Linked DNA regions of Mus musculus: all the other regions are linked to region 1. Evidence: chromatin contacts called from public promoter capture Hi-C data. All regions are on one chromosome and are shown on one strand. Each heading gives the region's core, a stretch centred on a gene start, on an enhancer-like site or on the middle of the called end of the contact. The rest is flanking DNA. Distances are from core to core; before and after follow the strand shown. Region 1 holds the start of Fgf23 (fibroblast growth factor 23). Region 2 holds the start of D6Wsu163e (DNA segment, Chr 6, Wayne State University 163, expressed). Region 3 holds the start of 1700018A23Rik (a long non-coding RNA gene).

Region 1 (3,513 bases), core at 461-2,960:
CAAGCCCCCCTTTAGACCCCTGAGTTTTGGAGCATGCCTTGTGTTTGGAGAGAGCCTTTCTCCTCCTCTTCCTCGTCCTCCCATTTCCTGTCAGTGTAGCCCGTGGGCAGGTGTAAGCTGCTGGCTTTGCGTGTGCCTGTACCTGGCTGCTAGGTTTAAGGTCTGTTGGTTTCTAGCAGAGAGAAGATTGTTCGCACAGCAAGGCCACATCCAGGAAATGGGCTCACCTACTACAACAGCACAGAGGCGATCATAATCCTTACAGAAAGTTCTTTAGTGAAGTGCAAACTGCCACTGCTCAGTGCTCTACATGGCACAGAGCCTAGCTGCATCTTCTGTACCCTCTTGGAGTAATTTTTCAGTTTTGTTTTGTCTTATTCTTTGTGTATAGCTGTCTTGTCTGCTTGTATTTCTGTGTACCACATTTCTTCAGTGCCATCAGAGGTCAGAAGAGGGCATTGAACCTCCCGGAATTGGAGTTATAGATTGCTATAAGCTACCACTTGGGTGCTAGACTGGACCTGGACCCTCTGTAAGAGCAGCAAGTGCCCTTAGCTGCTGAGCCATTTCTCCAGCCCCATTTAGAATACTTTTTGCTTGTCTGTAACATAGAACATGTGTCTCTTCCAATACCCATCTCTCTTGCCACTCTATTTTCTATGTGTTATTCCTTATGCTGGAAGGGGCTTTCAGTTGAATACATCTGGTTGATTGACAGGTATGATTAGTGATCCAATTTTCCATAGACTCCATCCTTAAGAATATTCCAATTGTTTCACATCACCAGTGAGTTCACCACTAGCTAATCAGTTTTGTTAGCAACTAAACACATTTCAGCTTCTCAGAGAAGAACCACCAACCAACCACACAGGACGCTTCTGAAGTACCCTGCACACCTGCTGAGTGGATGCATTCAGTCAGACTTGCTAAGACAAAGCAGCTTGGTGGTCTGTCTTTAACATAATGTCTCTTGAGAAGGTTTGCTTTAGTTTCCAGACAGTCTCACAATGTAACCCTGACTAGTCTCTCCCAGTTAAGTTCTGTCTGGGTTATTCTTCTCTTTGAGCCCTTGTCTTTCTGTCCATCTTTCCCTCTAATTCTTGAGCAGAAGAAAAGAAAATTATCTCTCATTATTGGAAATGGGTTACAATAGCAATTATTCAGGTTGAGAAAAACTTGTGAGTCAAATAATAAAGGGGAAGAAAAAAAATCTTCCTTTTAGGTTACACACACACACACACACACACACACACACCCCAAAACTATGCATACAAGAAACTAGACAATTTATCTAGCCCAAGGTTTCCCCAATACCTCTGTAGGTCAACAGCAGAGAGTTTCCCCTCTTCCCAACCTGGAACCCATACTCACTGTAGATGGTCTGATGGGGGGTGCCATCTACATGACCATCCCTATGGATCTGTAGGTGATAGCTGGTCCTGGCTGTAGCCGTGTACAGGTGGGTCAGGCTTCCCCAGTTGGAGCCAAGCAATGGGGAAGTGTCCGGATAGGCTCTAGCAGTGCCCAAGCTGCAGACAGTGCAGAGCACGCCCACCAGGAGTCTAAGGCAGGTCCCTAGCATTGCACAGCACTGAGTGGCTAATGCTGAGTTTGAAATCTGACACTCCCAGACAGGCTGGGCCCTTGCTGGCCTTTCTCTTCTTCCTAGGAAGAAGCTGAGAACTGAGGTGGGGATCCTGGGCTAGATTCCCTCCTTTTTTCCCCGGGACTTTTAAAGGGTGGTGGTGTGACATCAAGCAGGAAAAACAATGCCGCCACATCCTCTGTGTTGTAATCATCCATTCAAAGAAAAAGCCCAGACTTCTTAGGCTTGCGGAAGGCGCGTCAGTTCCAGGCACACACATACATGCACGCACACACCCCTCAATTTCAAGCCAGTGCTCCCATAAGTGAATGATGTGTGGGCAAAAGTTATCTGTGACCCTGGGTCATTTGTTGACCTGTCCCCACTTCCATCAGGAAGTGTGAAGGCAGCCAGCAGTACTGAAACAAACAAACAAAAAAAACCCCAGAAAACCAGAAAGCCGCCTCCTCGCTAACTCATCTCCCTCCAGTGTCCTTGTTTTGGTTTGCTTAAGCCCTTTTCCTCCAGCTGCCAAGTGTGTTCTTGGAGCTTACTCCTGGCTGTTGCATCTGGCAAGTGTCTTGATATATGGTCATAAGTGATGCTATCAGGCAAATGAGACTCCCCCCTACCCCCATACACAAACCCCAGGAAGGGTGTTAGGTGGGAGCATGAGCTCAACACCTCCCATCACCATTCCCAAAGACCTCAAGGCAAGAAGAAAGAAAACAAGGTCTTGAGGTCAGCAAAAATGGCAAGATCTGGTTTCTCAGTTTCCCTCGTCTGGATGAGGCAGGGAACTAAACTGGCAATTATGGCTTTGCCAATAGGAAGGAGACTCATTTGGAGGACTGGAACGGCACTGCTGGCTGATCAGAGGAATCAGAGGGCAGGAAGCATCCAGGAGCTGCAGGACTGGGCACCTCCCCAGCCCATGTCCACACCCTGGGACCTTGTATGAGTGGATGCCTCACTGCAGAAATTGCTCTGTGCATGCCCTCTGTGGAGGTGCGTCTGATGCAGCGGTGTGGGGTGTGGGGTGTGGTGTGTGGGGTAGGAGGTTGAAGGCAGACTAACACACACAGTCCATTGGAAGGCAGACTGCTGGAACAGACATCAGCAGTATATGGCCACAAGAAAAGGACTGCTCACTCAGTGTCCCAGGTTACTGAGTTCCTACAACAGATGAGTATCCCACAAGATAGACATCAAAGCGGATGGAAGAGAGAGCAAGATGTGACAAATCAAGCGGAGGAAGCAGATAAAGACGAGTAGCCATCGTGTAAAGCACATGGATGCTTGCACACGCCAAGGCAAGTGGAGATGCCCGTTCCACCTCCAGTTCCAGTTGGGTCCAGGCTTCTGTGGTTTACAGAGTGTTTTCTCATCCACTAGTTCTTTGAGCTTCACTGCAACTCTATAAGACAGGCACACTGTGCTATTACCATTTAAAACTTGTATTTATTATTAACTTACTTATTTACCAAGACAGGGCCTCACTATGTAGCCCTAACTGGCCTCAAACTCACGGAGCTCTGTCTGCTTCAGTCTCCTGATTGCTGCGATTAAAGATGTGTTCACTAAGGCTGGACTTCAAAACAAATGTGTGTGTGTATGTGTGTGTTGCCATTTCTGAGAGTGTTCATGTGTGTATGTATATGTGTTTGAGTAGGATCAGCAGGCAACCTCAGGGTTGCTCCTCAGGAGCTGTGCACCTTATAGCAGCGAGCCCCTGGCGTCCTCCTGCTTCTCCTTTCCCAGATTGAGATTATAAGATTGTAAGTGGGCCCTGGGCATCAAACTCAAGTCCTCACACTTATGTGGCAAGTGCTTTGCTAACCGAGCCATCTCCCCAGCGCTAATACTTTAATGTTATACGTGAAGGAGCGGAGAGCTAGTCTGTAATGCCGAAGTCACAGAGTCATACC
Region 2 (3,122 bases), core at 174-2,673, 130 kb after region 1:
AAAACTAGATGATAAACTCTGTTGTTAAAGACACTGCACAGCTCAATTGATGATATAAAAAAGCCAAGCTGGAACTCTGCTGGAAGCTTCCTCTTTGCTGGCTATCTTTTATGGTCCTTGAAGATACTAAGGAGGCTGCTATAAGAGAAATTTCATTACTGGTCCAACCCAGCTGTGGACTCTATGAACTCTACTAACCTGCCAGGCAAGACATGCTCATCTGGGCACTAGGGTACCATTATGAGGGTATCCAATTTGCTCTGACTGGATTTGAGGTCAGCTCTATAGGAGCATACCCCTGCCTGGCACTATGATTCCTGTTGGAAACCCATAGCAGGGAAGATGATGGGCCCTGGGGGGGAACATAAATACTGTTGTTCAGTTAAATGGACACTGTCAAACCACCATGTCTATACCCACGACAAGTGCTACTCCCAGACTTAATCAGAGAATTGTCTCTTTCCAGTGAACTATAATGAATGTACAGACTCCAGGTGCCACAAGGTGAGAACATGTGATGGATGGGGACTCGGCCCTAAACAAGGCATTTATACCACCTCTGTGAAGGTTCAAGGAACACTGCAGAATAGGAAGTGGAAAAATAGAGGAACCAGATCATAGAGAGGAAGACAAAATGCCACCTTCTGACAAGACGCTGCCATTACAGCAGTAAACTCACTGCAGTGTCAGAGGTCTGCATAAGATTAGCCTCAGCAGCAGCAGAGGGAAGAGAGAAGACGACTCAGAATGACCCATGTGTCATTAAGGAACTGTTTTCTATGGGCAGATTCAGGAAAAGGGAAGTTATTTTTCAGTTGTGTGCCCACGGGTGCCCCCACCAGGCTCCAATGAGTAGTCGCAATTCAATAGTCTGGTCTAATTAAGATATAGGGTCACAAAAACAAACAAAACCAAACCAAAACAAAAAAAACCCAACGACATGAATCTAGAAAGGGGACTGGTGGAAATGCAGAGATTAGAGGGATGGGCAAGTTAGTAGGGACAGGTGCGACATAAGGTGAGACAGTAATTAGAATACATTGTAACATGAAACAGAACAAAACCAATAAAAACACACGTTTTCATGTTACTCTTTGTTCCTGTGGTCTGTTGCTCTCAGGATACAATTCATCGTAATCCAGTTTACGTCTCCGAATTCTCTGGGTGTGCCTACACCCTGTCAGAGCAACATGCAAAACGACAAGCCTAGTTGACCACAAACACTGAACTGGCAATGGCAAGCTGCACTCCAGCACTTTAGATGGCCCTTAGAAGACTCCTTCTGTTCTTTAAGTCTGTACCAGATACCGTCATTGGGTCCTCCACACTGAAGGGGCTTCTTCGCTGTGGGCTCGAACTCACCTCTCTCATCAGACACCAAAGCACACTTGGAGCTGTCAACGCAGAACTGCCCAAATAAGTCAGCTGACTTCTTGCTTTTTTTTTTTTAACCTCCAATAGATCCACTTTGGCAGATTCGGAACTCATGTTTCTCTTTCCTCAAGCGCCAAGGAAAACGCCTATCCAAGACCCCCTTTGTTCCAGTTATTTTTAAGTTAGTCATTCTAAATATTGGAGGCGTGTCGCTATTTTTATATTGTATTTTAGACTCGGTACCAAATCGCAATTGTGACGAAAGTGCAGTATCAAAACAAAAGCTAAGTCTGAGCAGACAGGATCCAGGATGGCGTGCCCGGGCCACGGTGTGTGTGCGCAGGCGCCCTCTCTTCAGCACGCAGGCGCCGCCTCAGGCAGGCGAGCGGTGATTGGCGGGCTGGCGCAGCGGGGCGTGGAGCGCGACGTCTGGTTTTCGGCGGGAATTGAAACCGCCACAGCTGCTCCCCAGCTCCAGAGCACTGCTGCTCTAGGCAGGGCACCATGGTGCGTCCTATCAGGTGAGTGGTTGGTGACGTCCCGCGGGGCAGAGAGGAAGGACGGGGACGATGGGGGCCACTGTCATGCATGGTTGCGGGAGAGGACGAGATCCGACAGAGGGCAGCGCGATTGGGTGGGTGCTCGTCGCCAGTCTCCGGTGAGAGCCACCCGCTGCTCAGAGGAGCCCGCCTGGCATCTCGCTTGCCGCCCCTCGGCCTCCTTCTGCAGCTGTCGCCCCTGAGTCACCCCACTCCAGAGGGACCTGGTAGGCTAGCATTTGAGTCGCGCTTAACGCGACAGCGAGCGACCGCGTTAAGTGGCTGTCATACGTTGAGCGATACAGAAAAAGCAGGTGTGCCTATTCCCTCAAATCCCTAGGCAGAGAGGCCCATTTAACTTCCAGCTCAAGCCGTGGTGCCCTGTCACATGACCCCCAGTTCCTATCTGCTTTCCTTTAGACTGTTGGAATCTCTCTGTGATCACAACCGGGATGCCAGGCTGGCCATCCATTTAGTAGAATGACTGAATATAGCTGAGACTATGGCCCAGTGGTCCAGTGATTGCCTAGCAGATGAGAGGCCCCCAGCTTCAAACCCCAGTCCTGCAAAACCAAACAACAATAAACTTAGTGAATTCTCCTAGGCCTGTATTGTACTAAGAGCTGGAGGCTACACTCTATTGGAAGAGGGGTGGGGAGAGATAAGGGGGAGTAACAAAATAAACACCACAATGTAACATAGGAGGAAGGAGAAAAGCCTTACTTTAAATCATATGAACGCGTTACCTAGGTAAAATGTAAGGGGCATTCACATGAAATAGGAGCCAAAGCCCAAGGTTCACCATGTTTGAGAAGCAGATTGAAGGTGTGGGATGAACAAGCATGTGGATGGATTGAGGACTGAGTCAGATAGATTACAAAGCAGTTGTAATCTATCTAAATCTATCTAAAGCAGCTTGTAGGTCTTAGGAGTTTGAATTTTATTTGAGACAAATGGGAAATCTGTAGTTTCAGTGGTGGAGGGCCTGAGATATTCTCATTTCACTTTTATAAAGGCCACCGGCTGTTGGTTGGCTCTGAGGGGGACTGGAGTGGCCAGAGCGAAAGCAGGGGGGAGGGGGGAATTGAGATGCTATCAGTTGTGTGTGACTTTGGCACTGTGTGTGTGTGTGTGTGTGTGGTGTGGAGATGGAGCAAGTAAGTTTAGGGTTTTTTTTGTTTTGTTTTAAGATTTATTTATATGAGTACA
Region 3 (3,582 bases), core at 95-2,594, 250 kb after region 1:
TAGATGATCAAGGGACAGCAGCCCTCAGCAGATGCCAGGTCGGGTCACTCCTCATTCCTGCCTTCCTGTTCATCATTAGGAACATGCTTCTAGTAATATTGGAACTTTGCTACATACTAAAGGCAGAGCGCATAACTATCTCTCCTCTGCCTGCTGTTACCCAGGCAACAGTCCTCTTTCCTCTCTCAGTGAGCCTCTTGCTGCCAATCTTGTCTGCCTGCAGTATGCCGAGTCTAAAGCCCTGGCTCTTCCTTCTCAAGTCTTGTCTGACTCATTGATTATCTGCTTCCTGCATACTCAAATCTCACTGGGAAGATGCCAAGTAAGCACATGACAGCATCTCAGCCTGAGAACTGTAGATTTTCTTTCTGTTGGTGAGATGCAGCCAAACCATCCCCTAAGAGCCGAAGCATAGCAAAGAATTGCTACCAGTCCCAGGGAACAGCATCCCTCTGATAGACTGCCTTAAAAGCAGACACATCTCCATGGTGTCCTTTCCGTGGCCGTGAGCCCCGTTGTCGGACACTTGCTCTTACCTTGGCAACTGAGAAAGTATGAATATAATAGACAGACAGGCTCTGGGTTTGGCTTGCAGAATGCCCTAGAGCAGGCAGTAAACACACTGGGGTCCTCTCTGCGTTGCTCTTTGTGGAGGTCACAGGATGGGACCTGCTTGAGGTCCATGCACAGAGGAATCTGCTTTGGTGCTTTGTGATGCACGGGGCTGCCTTGTTCATCCTTCCTTAAACAAGACTGGTTTGGCTTCAGGCTTTGTGGTGAGCATAGTTGAGTATAATTGGAGCAAAAAAGGCTAATGGGTCTAGGCATGATGTTATAACTGCAGTCCCAACACTTGGGAGGCTGAGACAGAAGCAGTACTACAAGTTTGAGGTCAGCCTGGGCTACATAGTGGGTTCCTAGGAGTTCCAGTGTGAGACACTGTGTCAGAATCCCTAAACCAGACCAAAAAGTTAAAACTGAAATAGCTATAGCCCAGCGATCCAGCATAAGAAAATGGGGGTGCAGAGGTCTCCTACCTTAGCTCTTATCTGAATCTCTAGGTGGAGAGATAGCTCCTGCCACGTTCACTAGGCTCAGCTCTGCGCACATGTGCCTGTGGGGCTGCTCTTTCAGGGTCTCTGTCCTGTGGTTCTGGGGTATGGGAGACCTGCCTCAGGCCTTTGATGATGATTTCTTATTTGTTCTGCTTTTGTGAGTTCCAGAATCAAAGATTGTTGTGGGGTCTCTGACGACCCTTGCCTCAGTGATGAGCCTCAGGCCAGCTTGGGGGTCTGAGGGGTGGCACTCTGTCTCAGCATTCTCTGTGTCTCTTTGTCACAGATACATATCTCAGACGTGATGCCGACCGACCTGCCTGGCCTGGAAGATCTTGGTGTTCAGCCCACACCACTGGAGCTCAAGTCCATTGAGGTGCTACGGCGGCATCGTACCTACCGATGGCTGTCTTCTGAGATCGAGGAAACCAAGCCTGCCAAGACAGTCAACTATTAGTGTCACCCAGGTCACCTGTGTGCAGTAAAAGAGTCACTCTATTAAATATCCGAGGATTCGGTCTATTGCAAGTGTCTTTCTTGACTGATCAGAGAGGAACTCACAGCCATTCAGAACTGAGGCTTGTTTTCTATTAAATAACTATATATAATATCGACACACACAACTGTTCTCTGAAATGTTAGAGGGTTTGGAATTCTTATACCAAGGCCCTATCCTCAAAGTGGAAATATTGCTATGATCTCAGGCTGCATGGTTATCTAGAAGCATTTGGTATAAATGAGCACATAGACACCTACAGCTGATCTGAATTCACTCACACTTGAAGTGCTTTAGACTTGATTGTAAGGGTGGCCTGTTGTCATGTGGTGGAACCCATGGTGTGTCATCTCATGGTAGAGAGAGGAAGAGAGGAGAAGGGAGCAGGGAATGCAACCTCGTTTTTTCTTTTATGGAGTGCTGGGCATCGAACCCAGGGCCTTGTACATTTAAGGCAAGCTTCTTAAATATGAGCCACACCCTTCCCCTCAACCTCTTTTGTGACAACAGTGGTCACTCATGATGACAGAAGATGTGGTCACCTAAACCAAGCCAGGGCTTCTACCACACTGGCAGTGAGTATCCATGGGAACTTTGGAGCAAACCAGTAGCTGCTGTTTCTAAAAGGGAGGGAGGGAGGGAAGGAGCGAGGGAGGAAGAGGGAGAAGGAGGGAGGGAAAGAGAGGGAGGGAGGGAGGGACTCCAGGTTTTTGAGTAATAACAGACTAAGAAGTCGAATGACTTTCCGTACATAGCTGATCTGAATCTCACTGTAAAACCTGTGGTTTGTTTCAGGAAACCATGAAGGATGAATGGACAAAGCCTGTCAGGTTTACATCCTAGAAGGTTATGGAGTGCACGGGAGGTGTAGTGGAGCACAAAGTGTATTTGAGGAACCCTTCCCCGAGAAGGAAGAGGTCCAAGAGAGTGAGAGTTGTGGGTTAGGAAGGTGGGGAGCATTTAAGAGAAACAAGTCCAGGCATAGTAAGTGAAGGCTTTTACCTAGAAAGATGCTGCAAGGAAGGAAAGGGGACCCTTTGGGAAAGGAGAGAGGGCAGAGAGAAGACTAGACTGGACACCACTAAAGCAGATGGTTGGGGAGATGCGAGGACGTTTTCAAGTGTGTGAAGCCACCTGGGTTGTGTGCAGGGCTGTCCATGTTTATTCAGAGGACAAATAGATCTGCTCCTGTGTAGCAGGGGAGTGTTTGTATGCATCTGGCAGTACCTTCCCCGCCATCAGAAGCCGGGGGTGGGGGGTGGGGGGCTTCTGTGCCCTTAGAGGATGACACTTATAAGATGGCTCCCAGGTCCTGCTACCTTGTAAAACTGGCAGGAGGCAGGGAAGAGAATTCTGTCTTCTCAAAGGGAGTTTGTAATTGCTGATCTTCTAAAGGGGATCTGGGAGGTTATTAGAGTTGGCTTAGGCTGAGGGGAATTCCAAGGCTTATGGCCATCTTGATTGGGGGAGGGGAAACATTAAGTCCATCAATGTGACCGGCACCGGTGGTGGCAGAGAAAATGGATTGCCAGCCATCTGGTCCTGGGAAGAGCAGGAGGGACAAAATCTAGTGTGCAGAGGGAAGAAAAGCACGTCAAAGCAAACCCCTCAGAGATACAGAGTATGATTTCATTCATTCATTTATGGATAGGGTCGTGTGTATCCCAGGCTGGCCTTGGACTCACTGAGTACTTAACTCAATGACCTTGGGTTTAGGATCCTTGAGGCTTCTGCCTCCTGAGTGCTGGGATTACAGGTGTGTGCCACCACATGCACTGTATGGTTCTGGCTATCAATCCCTGGGCTTTGTGCATGCCAGGCAGGCAAGCACTCTACCCACTGAGGTACATCCCACCCCGTTGATTTTATTTTATTTTTTATCACTCCACCTTCTTTTAAAACCTCTATATGGAATGTAAGGTACATTGGAGCAAGGTCTGCCAGTTGGTTTGGTTGAAAGTCCATGCCTGGAACCTGTTGAACAAATGTATGAGAACCGTCAAGATTCTTCCCGCGTATTGAAATGGCTCA

Evidence for each region. Promoter capture Hi-C pulls out the DNA fragments that hold promoters and counts their contacts.
Region 2: a promoter capture Hi-C map of the HPC-7 cell line shows a contact between it and region 1. The contact joins the promoter of D6Wsu163e here to the promoter of Fgf23 in region 1. A contact is called at or near these places in 21 of 39 promoter capture datasets (the C10 cell line, the HPC-7 cell line, cancer-associated fibroblasts and 12 more), 5 of 15 datasets of contacts at CTCF or cohesin (the NIH/3T3 cell line, embryonic stem cells and hippocampal excitatory neurons), 112 of 484 Hi-C or Micro-C datasets (the 3T3-L1 cell line, the AML12 cell line, the Ba/F3 cell line and 53 more), 37 of 115 datasets of contacts at active chromatin or transcription factors (the 230-238 cell line, the NIH/3T3 cell line, PVALB interneurons and 21 more) and 6 of 9 other capture datasets (adipose tissue, embryonic stem cells, embryonic tail and 3 more).
Region 3: a promoter capture Hi-C map of embryonic stem cells shows a contact between it and region 1, with 2.4 times the contacts expected there. The contact joins the promoter of 1700018A23Rik here to the promoter of Fgf23 in region 1. A contact is called at or near these places in 2 of 39 promoter capture datasets (both in embryonic stem cells), 4 of 115 datasets of contacts at active chromatin or transcription factors (effector CD8 T cells, embryonic stem cells, memory CD8 T cells and 1 more) and 1 of 9 other capture datasets (embryonic stem cells).

What each region holds. Positions count from the first base shown.
Region 1 is chr6:127,071,099-127,074,611 of GRCm38.p6, reverse strand. Fgf23 (fibroblast growth factor 23) reads right to left here and starts at 1,710. Exons shown (of 3, transcript NM_022657.4): 1 at 1,372-1,710. The coding sequence starts at 1,582.
Region 2 is chr6:126,938,267-126,941,388 of GRCm38.p6, reverse strand. D6Wsu163e (DNA segment, Chr 6, Wayne State University 163, expressed) reads right to left here and starts at 1,423. Exons shown (of 14, transcript NM_138594.3): 1 at 1,363-1,423. It overlaps Rad51ap1 (RAD51 associated protein 1), which reads left to right and starts at 1,802. Exons shown (of 9, transcript NM_009013.4): 1 at 1,802-1,895. The coding sequence starts at 1,879.
Region 3 is chr6:126,819,949-126,823,530 of GRCm38.p6, reverse strand. 1700018A23Rik (a long non-coding RNA gene) reads right to left here and starts at 1,344. Exons shown (of 2, transcript XR_378049.4): 1 at 1,038-1,344. It overlaps Ndufa9 (NADH:ubiquinone oxidoreductase subunit A9), which reads left to right. Exons shown (of 11, transcript NM_025358.3): 11 at 1,342-1,668. The coding sequence ends at 1,512.